Regions from separate parts of the Mus musculus genome. Here region 2 is linked to region 1. Evidence: chromatin contacts called from public promoter capture Hi-C data. All regions are on one chromosome and are shown on one strand. The core of a region is the stretch at or near the end of the contact, and the rest is flanking DNA. Distances in the headings are between cores, read along the strand shown. Region 1 holds the start of C1qb (complement component 1, q subcomponent, beta polypeptide). Region 2 holds the start of Pla2g2c (phospholipase A2, group IIC).

What was found. Promoter capture Hi-C pulls out the DNA fragments that hold promoters and counts their contacts.
Region 2: a promoter capture Hi-C map of liver shows a contact between it and region 1, with 4 times the contacts expected there. The contact joins the promoter of Pla2g2c here to the promoter of C1qb in region 1.

Annotation. Positions count from the first base shown.
Region 1 is chr4:136,881,895-136,888,680 of GRCm38.p6, reverse strand. It overlaps C1qb (complement component 1, q subcomponent, beta polypeptide), which reads left to right and starts at 2,481. Exons shown (of 3, transcript NM_009777.3): 1 at 2,481-2,638; 2 at 6,353-6,554. The coding sequence starts at 6,374.
Region 2 is chr4:138,722,504-138,728,872 of GRCm38.p6, reverse strand. Pla2g2c (phospholipase A2, group IIC) reads right to left here and starts at 3,548. Exons shown (of 6, transcript NM_008868.3): 1 at 3,385-3,548; 2 at 3,016-3,142. It overlaps Ubxn10 (UBX domain protein 10), which reads left to right and starts at 3,608. Exons shown (of 2, transcript NM_178671.5): 1 at 3,608-3,692.

The DNA.
Region 1 (6,786 bases), core at 1,232-3,731:
AAGACTGACTTAAAACAGAACTAGGAGCCGGGCGTGGTGGCGCACGCCTTTAATCCCAGCACTTGGGAGGCAGAGGCAGGCGAATTTCTGAGTTCGAGGCCAGCCTGGTCTACAGAGTGAGTTCCAGGACAGCCAGGGTTACACAGAGAAACCCTGTCTCGAAAAACCAAAAAAAAAAAAAAAAAAAAAAAAAAAAAAACAGAACTAGGTTTCAAGCCCCAAGGCAGTAGTAGGTGGGCTGAAGGGTCAGCGTTCCTCACAGGACTGTGAACAGTCCTATGTGGGACTCCTAGGATGCCTGCCTGGCACGCAATAGGGGCTCATGAAATGGGTAAGATGTCACAGAGTGATATAAAGACAGATGCACACATGTGCATACAAGGACACACACACACACACACAGAGCCGGGGCTGAGGAACCCCGCCTGGATCACCACATCTGGGCACTTGGCACGGCCAGCCTGGGTCACTGGCCACAGCATTCCCAGCTGTCCCTCCATCAGCCACTTAACAGGTCACCCAGCGATGCCCTGTGTGATAAATCTTCTCATTTTTCTTTGGTTAAAAAAAAAAAATCAATACAGCACTTGGGTCAGCCATGCTGCCAGAGCCGAGCCTGTGCTCAGAAAACAAGGTTTGCTCGCCCAGGCCTTTCCTCCAAAAGTGTTTCCTTGTCCTCACTGTATCAAGAGGAACAGACCTCAGAATGTGCCAGCCTGTTGGCCATGCTGAGGGACGGGCACTGAAAGGCGGGACAGGGCAGGAAGCAGAACCCATCTGCAGGAGACTTCTTTGGGCCCTGGGCAACTGGAGTTTCTCTTGTTTTTCCCACATAGTAGGTGTCACCCTCTCTATCAGGACGTGAAGGAAGCAGTACCATGCTTCACTCAGAGGTCAAGGCTCAGGCACCCTTTCAGTGCCTGGTCCTGATGTATAGACCCTGTCTGCTCCAAGTCTGTCCCCTCTTCATATACATAATACTGTGTCTGAGGGCCCTGGACTTTGAAGGTTCCTCCCCTGTTTCACCAACAGCCCCAGGAAACAGGCTCTACCATCTCTGATGTAGACCTGAGAGAACCCCAGTTAAGAACATGCTTTGGCCTATATGACTGGAAACTGGGGTTCAAACTTAGGGAGTTCAGATTTTCTTACTGGCAATTTACTCAGGAATCAGAGACTCAGCCTAGGACCCTCAGAGGGACCCGAGGCTGGTGATCACGATGCACACCTGTAATTCCAGTACGTGGGAGACAGAGAGACCACGGGATTTTAAGTCTGAGGCCAACCTGGGATAAAAAGAGTGAGACCCTGCCTCAAAGCTAAGTAAGTGACAGCCGGTTCCCTGGGCACATGGCCCTCAGCTCTCCCATCTCTTTTGAACCTGGCTGAGTCATCCTCTTTTCCTCTTGTCCCTCTGGGTATTGGGTGACACCTGGCTGTACTTACACACAGTCACAGCAGCACAGCTAGACCCTGGCCCCAGAGCTCTCTGGCTTCTGGGTCTGCTCTGGAGCATGGGTTCTAAAATTCACTGATTTTTCTGTGACATTTACCACAGAAACATTTAATGTTTAACTCCAGCCTCCCATAAAGGGATGCCCTCAAAGGACAGGACTCTTTGCTACCCCTTAAGGCCTTCTTCCCTAGACTATAGCTCATAGTATTTGTGCCCCCCTCCAACAAAGTCCGGTTGGATGATAACTCATGCCTCTGGACCTCATTTCCCTGAGTGTAAAGTGAGGGACAGGGTGGGCACAGTGACCTCCAAGCCCCTCCGCAGCTCTGTCTTGCTGTCATTCCATAGGGAGCAGTCCCTTCTCTGTGGCTGTTATTGTCAAGGGCTCCAAGCCCTGTTGCGAGTGGAAGGAGGTGAATGAATAAGTAATGAATACATTTAAAATTCATTATTAGATTATTTTCTGAAGACAGAGACGAGAGCAGAGGTGGGGAGAGGGAGGCAGAGGAAGAGATAAGGCCAGAAAGGGGGAAGCTGAGGACATGAAAGGCCATTAACAATTCACGAGCTGCACGCTCTCGTTTGCTTCCCCGTCTTCTCCGGTCCCACAGCCTCCCAGGCTGGAGGCCGGTGAGAGCCACAGAGTGTATACAGACACGGCTCCATCATGCAGTGGCAAGGAAAACTGGGGCTCCCTATATTGGGAGCATTTAGCCGGCAAGATACAGAGCTGTAGTCAAAACAGGCCATAGATGGGCCACTCTGTATCCATAGAGGAACTTCTCTGTAGAAGTCATGTGCTCACAAGACGCTGGCAGGCAAGCAGCCATCTGGGGATAGTCCCTAAGAACAGGTCGTACTCCCGACCTCCCACCACCAACCCCATCCACAGGTGCTGAGTTGGCGAAACCAGGCTGGTCAGCGTCGTCATTTACAGTAATTTCCCCCCAGAAGCAGAAACAGGACCTGAAACTTCCTGAGGGCAGCAGGATGGGAGGAACAGAGGGGTGATAGAGAGAGGGTCAGCCTGTTGGGCCTTGGGAGGGGACAGCAAGGGAAGGTTCTTCCTGCCTCTAGGGACCCAGACTTCCGCTTTCTGAGGACAGCAGCAGGCTCTGGGCTCTGGGAATCCACTGCTGTCCGGCCTAGAAGCATCACAGAACACCAGGATTCCATACACAGGTGAGCAGGACGGGGCAGGGAGAGGAGGGTTAACTCACCAACACAGGCCTTTCTTCTAACTACAAACACCTGTATATTAATGGGCTGGATTTTTAGAGCCCAAGCTCAGGTCCACAGCATAGGCTCTCTAGAGTGAACTAGGGTTGGAGGTATATGTGGTTACTTGGGCCCAGGGGATGAGTAGACAGCCTGTAATAGGAGCCGCCAGGATCGTGGTCTCAGGAACCATGGAGACCGAGTGGCACTTCTGTCTCTTGCATGCTGGCCATCTTCAGCCAGTCTCAGAACCTCTCTGATCCTAAAATCCCTTCTGGAGAGAACATAGACTATGATGGGTGCATGAGCCCTGGCGGAGACCAAGCTTGATTGACCTTCAGGGTTTGAAAATGTCAGCCAGGGAGAGATAGGATAAGAACCCAGGCCTCTTGTGTCCAGTATCACGTGTCCTTGGCATCTGGGATTGGAGGGCGCAGTTGGTTAATCCTGAGTGACAAAGCTATAGCTGTAAAGGGTACCTGTAACCCAAAGGACCTCAATCCACCCAGTGCCACCTCATTTAATGTCACTGTCAGCCATGGAAGCCAAAAATGAACATGTCCAAGAGACCAGAGAGGCAGATACACTCCTGTCTGAGGTCACACAGCCAGGCAGCAGCAGACAGGAGTTCAAAGCTAAGGTAGTCTGGCTCCATGCTAGAGAGCGAGGTGCTGTAATGGTGGACTGGCATAAAAGGTGGGTAGTCCAACCAAGAGGATTGGAGGGACTCCCCAAACCTGAAATGTGAGGCTCCCAATGTAGACTAGAGATCAGCATTGCCCCCATCTTGTGGAACAGTAAACTGTGCCCAGAGAGAAGTCCTGCCTTAGCCCTGCCCCTGAACAGCTTGCTGGGTGATACTAGGAAATATTTTCAAACTGTCGAGCCTCAGTTTCCTCATCTGGGAGATGGGCAGTCCATCACACCCCATATCTCAGATGCTGTAGGGGTCCAGCAGCAGGGGTAACAGATCTTGACAAGAGCTCAGGGTTTCTGGTTCCCACCGGGGTTTCCATAGCTACGTGGGTAGCCTGGGAGAACTTCTGGAGGAAAATCTTTGACCAAAGGCTTGCAGGATGGCCACATAGATCTGCTCAAAACAGCCTACAGCATAAGCCTTCTCAATTGCCTGGGATAAGAAGAGGGCCACACAGTTCTATTGCTGAACTACAGCCCCCTGGGAACCTAAGAATATTCTGCCAGCAAAGGTGGCCTGGGATGCGGGCAAAGACGTTGACATCATTTCTTCCCATGCGATCTGAGAAAGTGGCCTCACTGAGCCTCGGTGTTCTCTTTGCAGCAATAACCATCCTCACTATGGGCGTATTGCTACATGCCCTGGCTCAGACATGAGAAATGAGGAAAGAGAAGGCCTGAGACAGATCCAGCATGCAGATCAGGTGAAGCCTTTGTGCTGAGCCTTGGTGGTCTATCCTCAGGCTACACCATCTGTACTGGCTAGTTTTGTGTCAACTTGACACAGCTGGAGTTATCACAGAAAATGAGCATCAGTTGAGGAAATGCCTCCATGAGATCCAACTGTAAGGCATTTTCTCAATTAGTGATCAAGGGGGAAAGGCCCCTTGTGGGTGGGACCATCCCTGGGCTGGTAGTCTTGGGTTCTATAAGAGAGCAGGCTGAGCAAGCCAGAGCAAGCAAGCCAGTAAAGAACATCCCTCCATGGCTTCTGCATCAGCTCCTGCTTTCTGACCTGCTTGAGTTCCAGTCCTGACTCCCTTTGGTGATGAACAGCAGTATGGAAGTGTAAGCCGAATAAACCCTTTCCTCCCCAACTTGCTTCTTGGTCATGATGTTTGTGCAGGAATAGAAACCCTGACTAAGACACCATCTTTCCTCCTGCAACATTCTATTTCTTTTCATTTCTTTTCTTTTTAAAGAAACTTATTTCATTTATTTAAAAAATGTTGATTTACACTGGGTGGTAGTGGCCATGGTGGCAGGCGCATGCCTTTAGTCCCAAGTCTCATGAGGCAGAGGTAGGTGGATCTCGGAGTTTGAGGCCAGCCTGGTCACAGTGTAAGTTCAAGAACAGCCAGGACTATATAGAGAAACTCTGTCTCAAAACCAACAGCAACAACAACATCTATAATAATACATCAGATTGATTTACTTTATGTGTGTAAATATTTCACCTACATGTTTGCATGTGCATGCCTGGTGCCTGCAGAGGTCAGGAGTGGGCATCTAATCGCCCAGAACTGGAATTACAAATGCTTATAAGCTGACTTATGGGTGTTGGGAATCAAACCTGGATCTTCTTCAAGAACGTGTGTTCTTACCAATTGAGCCATCTCTCTGGCCCCATATTTTTATTAGTTTCAACTACATATAGGGATGTGTGTGCCTGCAGGTGAATGTGTGCATGTGAGTGCAGGTAAGGAGCCCGTGGATGTTGGGTCCTCAAGAGCTGGAGTTACAAACATTTGTGAATTGCCTCATATGAATGCTGAGAACTGAACTCAGTTCCTCTGGAAGAGCATCAAAACTACTCATAACCTCTGAGACATCTCTCCAAGCTCTCCTCTCTCCTTTCTGGAACATTCTTGTCTCAGTCCTTCCTGAGCCTTCAGATCTGAGCCAAAACATTACTTATCTCCTGTAGAGAAGACAGTCCATTTGAAATCAGTCTCTCCCTATCACAGCCCAGCCCTCCTCCCTCGGGGCACCATTGCCCATCTACCAGAGCACCAATCCATCTTGTCCATCTCAGTTTCCCTGTGTACTTTTGGCTGCTTCCTCTTAGTACTAAGGACTTTGAGGGCCAAGACCATCTCTTTCTTGTTGCCATAGAATCCTCAGAGTTTAGTTTATGAAAGGCAATCTATATGGATGCTGCATAGGTGGATGCAGGGATGGATGAATGGATGGATGGACAGGTGGATGGACAGACAGATGGGTGGGTGAGTGGATGGATGAATGGATGGATGGATGGATGGATGAATAGATGGATGGATGGATGGATGGACAAATGGGTGGATGGGTGGATGGATGGATGGATGATGTATAGACAGGTAGATGGATGGGTGGGTGAGTGGGTGGATGGACAGGTGGACGGACGGACAGATGGGTGGGTGAGTGGAAGGACGGATGGATAGATGGACAGACAGATGGATGGCAAAATGTATCCATGTATGAATACTTACATACATGGATACATGAGTGCATGGATGGATAGATGAAGAAGTGGGTAGGCTCAATGACAAATAAATGGATGAGGAGATAGATGAATGGATGGATGAGTGATTGGGTGGATGGATGGACAAACAGATGAATGGGTGAATGGATGAATGGAGATATGTACCATAGTGAATAGATAGACAATTGAAGTAGTTAGATGATGGATGAACAGGTGAGTGGATAGAGACTAGACGAATGGTTGGCAAAATGGGTAGGTGAGTAATTGGATGGATGGATAGAGAGATGGATGGAAAGGTGAGTAATTGGATGGATGGATAAAGAGATGGATGGAAAGGTGGGTAATTGGATGGATGGATAAAGAGATGGATGGATAGTGGATGGATGATTTTTTGCAGTGATGGATGAATGTTTGGACAGATGGGGAGATAGATGGATGGGTAGATGGATAAATGAATGGATGGATTAATGACAGATGGAAGCTACCATGGCAGTAACCCTCCATGTGTTCTCACCCCGCAGGAAGCCCCTGAGGCTGAGCTGATGAAGACACAGTGGGGTGAGGTCTGGACACACCTGTTACTGCTGCTTCTAGGTTTTCTCCATGTGTCCTGGGCCCAAAGCAGCTGCACCGGGCCCCCTGGCATCCCTGGCATCCCTGGGGTCCCTGGGGTTCCTGGCTCTGATGGCCAACCAGGCACTCCAGGGATAAAGGGGGAGAAAGGTACTGTACACTTTGGGAACAAGAATGTTGCTGTCCATGACCTCCCTCTGCTATCTCCCGAGTCATAATCACTTGCCTTAGAGATTGCAGGAGAATTCGAGACTCCAATACCTTTTCAGAAAGGGCTTCTAATTGCCCTTTTGCAGACAGGTGAAATGTGTGGGAAGGAAGCCCAGTCAGTAGTGGGGCTCATACAAAGCAAGGGGTCCTGTCTTCCTCCATGCAAGGAGGG
Region 2 (6,369 bases), core at 2,299-4,798, 1.8 Mb before region 1:
TCTTCTTAAATGCTACCTGTATTCTAAATCAATGGGTCTGACAGGATCTAGATCTAAGTCAACAGAGAAAAACACTGGCTGCAGACTGAAATCTAGAAGTCACCAATTCAAAATAGGCCTACAGACTCTCTGGGAACAAACTGGAAAAAAACAAAAACAAACAAACAAACAAAAAAACAAAACAAAACCAACCAAACAAAAAAAAACCCAACCCAAACCACAAAATCTGGAGGGCTTGCCTTCAGCCAGTCCCAAGGGAGGCCATTTACATTCCAAATTAGTTAGCCTTGGGGTGCTTGTGGGTCTTTTCGTCAGAATCAATGTCACCAACAATTTCTCATTTGTTGGGCATCTGCCACAAGTAGGCTTTATGAGGGCTAAGCGTGGGACTGAGGGAGGACAAGCAAGTTCCTGCCCTTAGGCAGTGTTATCACCACACCCGAAGGAGAGTGTCAGGTAAGAAGTACAAAGTAGTGCCCTGTGCCAGGCGCCAGGCCAAGACCGCTAATGGATGACATCACTTTCTCTCATAGCAACCCATCTAAAAGGCCCATTCTATAGATGTGCAAACTAGGCTAGGGAAGAAGTTAATGGCATGACCAAGGTGTCCCATGGGAAAGTGCTGGAGCAAGGATTCAAACTGCTGCTTCCACCGCAGAGACCACACCCACAAGTCCCATGGCCAGCCCAGCAGGCGGGTCCAGATGAAGTGCCACTTGGGAACCTAAGAGTGGGGGTGGTACACTGTGGGCTGTCAGACCAGTTTGTGCTAAGTTCCCAAATTGTTCTACTATTCATTAGCAAAAGGCCCCCAAACTCAGTTGTTTTTTAAAAGACAAAGCAGCCCCAATGGATGGTATCTGTGTGGAGAAGATTCATGGACATCTGAGGAGCTGACCTGAGAAAGGTACACACATGGTGCATCTTGGGCATGTTGTCACTGAACAGAAGTGACCTAAGATAGACCATTGGGAGGTATTAGGGAGACAAAGTTGCTCGGGAAAAGCCTTCACAGAACAGGTGGCTTTTAAGAAGGGTCTTGAAGAATCAAGCAGTTTAGCGTCACCTTGGAGAGGGAGAAGCAGGATACTGGACAGGAAAACACCAAAGGCCCATTTGGGGAACAAGCTGGCTGGAGCCCTGGAGAGAGCCGGGGAGTGGAGGCATGGTACAAAGAAAGATGAGTTGACTCATAAGCAGACAGGAGGAGAGTAGCCTCCAACCATCTTCCGAGAAGCTAGTGAGTGTGTGTGCATGTTCAGCGCAGGCATCAGAGGGGACATTCTTTGAAGCTCCTCTCTGTGGTACAGGTCAGGAGATAAAGGCAGGGACTAGCTGGCTGCCTCTTCCTCCCCACGGGGCTGCATCACACCATGCCGAGGAACAAAGACTCATGTGTTGCTGAACATGAAATGGACCATGGGCGGAAGCAGCATTTCGAGATGCTCCAGCGAGGGCACGCACACCACTCTCGCACACCCGTTGGGGAACAAGGGATTGAAACAGACTCGCTTCTCACAGGACTGCGTAATTCTTAGGTGATGTTAAAATAGCTGATGCAGGATCTACTTTAATCTTTTCCGAGTGGGCGCTGAAGGGCTGGAGACTTCTGACAGATTCATTAACAAGATGTAAGTCAGCAACTCTTACGACGCAAAGCAACCAGCTTCTGAAGGTGCCAGCTGTACCTTCCTGGGGCCACAGATGCCTCTGGGATATCTGAAGACAGAACTCCCAGAAAGGAGGCCAGCCTAGTGCAGGCTCCGCTCCACGGCCAGGTGCTCTCCCGGGGTCAGCAGCTTCCTCTCTGAGATGGGCTAACAGCCCATCACTGAAATGAACTCCTCCATGCCAGCTCTCAAGGAAAGTGCCAGTGGCACCAAGCACAGCATACATGATCGCATCCAACAGGCTCTCCTTCCCTTGGCTCAAACTTTACTGAAAACGGTATTCTTTACAATTCTATCCATGAGCAATGTGTCTTTCCAACCCAACTGTGGATGTGCTGACAAGGCCTTAGAACTCTGCTCATATCAAAATCCTATCCCTGCATGAAGCAGGTAACAAAGATGTGGCCATGAAGTTAGGTAGTGAATCTGTGGTTCTTAACTGTCTATTAGTTAACTTCTACTAGTTCAATCACTAAATTACTCTAAGGGTCTGTCTAGAGCAGAGTCCAACGGGACTCCTTTTAAAGCAGTTTTTTTTTTCTTGTTTGTTTGTTTTGTTTTGTTTTTGAGACAGGGTCTCCCTATGTAGTCATGACTGTTCTTGAACTTGCTCTGTAGACCAGGCTGGCCTTGAACTCAGAGATCCGCCTACCTCTTCCTCCTGAGTGTCGGGATTAAAGGAATGCGCTGTCACTTCTCAGCTTTAAAGTCATCTTAATGCCAGCTTGGAAGGAAGAGTTGATTAGATTGGAACAAAGACAGGGAGGAATTGGGCAAGTGAAGGGACAGGCTAAACTAGGGAAGAGTCTTCATTTAAGTCAAGGTTTCAACAGAAGCAAGGATATTGGGCCTAGGGAGGGGGAGAGTGTGTGTGTATGTGTGTGTGTGTGTGTATGTGTGTGTGTGCGCGCGCGCGTGTGTGTGCGTGTGTGCGTGTGTGTGGCTGTGGTTGGGAAGCACCTCAGAGACAGCTAACAGGGATGGGATCAGATGACCATTCTAACAGACCAGAGGCAAGAGAGCAATCGTGCAAAGGCTGGGAGCCCTCTGGTCTGACAGCAGACAACTAAGAAGGTTCACATTCAATGGTTTCTATTTTCCTTTGCAGAGGGCAGGAGACTGTCATCCCACAGGGAGGGAGGAAGGAAGACGGCATGTGGGAGGTTTTTAGAGGACAGATAGGATTTGAAATAGCTATTGGAGAGGGCAGGAAACAGAAGGCTGGCCAGGGAGGGCAGAGGGTCTCATGTGTGTGACATGTCATGGCTCGGTGTGGGTTGGACAGATTCCAGCTAAGGCATCCATCACACTGATGGGATGACAGTAGGGCCAGGAGGACTCTTACCAACAGAATGGCTGAGGTAGTGGACCATAGCTTCTGAGAAAGCAGTCAGGCTGCCGGCCTCCAAAACTCAAAGCTGTTGGGAAACGCGGTGAAGTGGCTGGAGTTGCTGACTGTATATAGTTAGACCCTTAAGGAGGAAATAGGAGATACAGGTGGTGATCACAAGACTGGTGGCCTGGGGGTGGGAACCCCCATGACAACATACCCTAAAAAAATCACCACCCAGATTCTAAGGGTCTCGTTTTAAAACAGTTGCACAACCCTGTTTAAAACAAGGACACTGGCAAAGTCAGGCCAAGGATTGACAGGGATTTGTTCCTGGTCCCTACCCCCGACTCCAGGGCAGGGCTCCCTCTCCCCTGAACGCACATTCCCCAGGAGACACAAGAGTCAGGCCAGGTCAGGAAGAAGAGTTCCAATGGCAGGGGTCCAGGCCCAGGGCCCTGTGGCCTCCATGGGGCAGGGCCACACCAAGGTCCTGAGCCTGGAATCCGTGAACCACCTCTGCCCCTCCGCCCTCCGTGCCCTAGTCCAATTCAGCTTGCGGTCCAGGTCAGGCAGGTTCCGGTCCCACCGGAAGCACGTGGCCCCCACCCCTTGGCGGTTGCCAGGGAGACAGGGCTGTTTACCAGCTGGTCGCAGCCAGGCACCGGAGGCGGATGGAGCTGAGCTGCGAGGTGAGAGGCCCGCTGTGGGTCCCCAGAAACTGAGAGGCAGGCATTTGAGTGGCCCTCCCCAGGGACAGAGCCAACCTGGCTGGAGCCTGAGTCTGCAGCAGCTAAGGGAATCTCCTGGGAGGGGCGTCTACAAGCCAGTCCCTGGACCCAGATCCAAAGAGAGAGAAGGGAGTCGGGGTCATGTGCAGAGGCAGGAGCTGCAGGGAGCCTCCCACAGCTCCAAGTGCCCTTTACCCAGGTCTGCATTCACGTTCCAGACCTTTCTGCCATTCCCGGAACACTCCTCTTCCTTCTGCACTTGAAGCTTTGCTTCCAGACCTGCCAGACCACGGAAATAATAGAGGCCTCTCCCCAACCCCCTCGCCCGCCCTTCTATCCTGGAATCAACCCCGGTTCTCTCTCTTCACTCACTTGGTGGCTTGTGGTTTCCCACATTGTAATCTCTGGTTTGGGGTAGCATAGCGAGTGGTTTCGATCCTCTCTCTCTCCCTCTCTCCCCCTCCATCCCCCGGGGTTGGTTCCTTTACAGAGTTTAATTTTGTAAGCCAGGCTGGGGACTATGGGGTGGCGGCAGTGGGTGGTAGTAACTGATAAACAATTTTAAAAGACCAATGCACGTGTACATGTCCCGGTATATGCCAGCAGATGGTTCGTAGGAGGGTGTATTTTGCTGCTTGCGCTGTAGGTTTAGATTTGGGCTGTGAAGTACCATGGTCTGACCCTATGGTGGCTTGTGGGCACCATTGGAAAACCACGGGAATCTTGATTTCATTTGTATCCAATGTCCCTTCCTTCCTGTTCGTGTGGTGATAATCCTAAGGAATGGGCACCTGCCCTTCTGGAGGGCAACATCTTGAAAATAGTGGCCCGTGTTTTGTTTCCTGCTTCCTAGCAGGCGTCTGCCTCCTAGCTATTGTGTTTAAGTAAACAGGCTACTTGTCTCTTCTGCTGGCAGCGTGATGGATGCCTACGCCTAGACGTTGTCAAATCACTTTGTAGTTGAGTGTCTGCCAGGCCCTAGAGGTGATGAAATAAATGAGCCATGCAGGGATTGTGCTGTCGCAGGAGCCTAGACAGAGGGCAAAGGTAGAGTTTGGGACCCAGGGTGTGTGTGTGTGTATCTCTGAAGGCGCCATGGCTGCCGTTCTCCAAACACCTGTTTCCTGTAGCATCCTGCCCTCCTTCTGGGTGGGGGTGGGAGCTGGTGTTCCCTCTGTGTAACAGATGGTCTCTGTGCTGGGTAGGAGGCGGTGGGTTATAAAAGCAGGTTGGGTGTAACGGCTTTACCTGAAGGAGGTGTTAGTCTCGAAATAGCCTTGAGTGGGCTTATGAGAATTAGTCATAATTGAGGTTTTTCTCTTGAGATAGCTTGCAAGTCATGTTATCTTATGACCAGGGTGTCTTGAATATGACACCCCCTGAACACGGCTAATTATACAGAGTACCAAAAGGTATAGCAACGACACGCACACACTCAAGTTTGACTGTTAAAAATAACCCCGCAGAGTGCCTGGGAGAACGCATGACTTTTCTCATCGAAGTTGTTAGGGAGAGGTTTCTAAGTTACCAAACTTCCTGACAGCCAAACCTTCCCCAGGCATGTGTGGGTGTTGGAAGCCAAGCCTGTGATAATTCTGTGGAAGCTGTGGCAAATTAATAGCCATTCCCAAGTGAGAAGGATGGAAGCTCAGCTAGAGGCTTATCCTCGCCTCAGCTGGACAGCTATGGCTTTCTCCTGCCACTCCGAACGAGAAACTCATAGGGAAAAAAAACTTTATGGTTGATCAGAAAATAAATGAGCAAGGGAAGGGGCAGGCATTTCTGGCGTCAAAACTTTTCGCTCAGGAAGAAGTTTCTGAACTACCTGCCTCCAGATTGGGCATGGAGAACAGAGGGGGAGAATGGAGGAAGGTTTGGCTGTGTAGAGCAGGGATAGCCACAGAGCCTTTTCACCCGTTAACCGGGTGTGTGTGTGGGGTGTGTGTGTGGGAGAGAGGGGGGGGAAGGGTGAGAGGGAGGGAAGGAGGGAGGGAGGGAGGGAGGTGACGGCTCAGTGGGGATAGCATTTGCCCAAGGTCCAGAATTTGGATTCCCACAATCCATGAAAGTGCTGGGTGAGTGTGCCAGCTCACCTATAACTCCAGCCCCAGAAGGCAGAGACAGGATCCCCAGTCTAGCAAGACTAGCCATATGGATGAGCTCTGGGTTTGATTGAGAGGTCCTGCCTCAGTGAATAAGGCATAAGAGCCATGGAGGCTGATTTCTACTCACATCAAACCTTGGCCTCTATCTGTGCATGTGTACCTGCCTACACATGTACCCCCAAACATGCAAAACACACAGACACACAGGACACATGGATAAAGAGGATTAAAACGTGAAAACGGAAGGGAACCTGGTCAGAGATTTTGAACAGCAGGCTCCCCTGGATTCGTAGAAATAGTATGTTTTGGTTCCCTGTGGCCTGGTTCCTGGTGGTCTAGTACAGGAGAGAACACACAGAGCATCTGGGGGCAGGGGTCACACCTAAGCCCACGAACCTGGACTAGTGCTCCTGAGGGCTGCTTGATGGAGGAGCTTGGGGGAAGTCAACTCTTAGGTGAGTGACAGTGCGTAGGTGGAAGGGACGGATCAACCCAAGAAATGTTTTGTTGTCTTGAGGCAACTGCATGGGAGG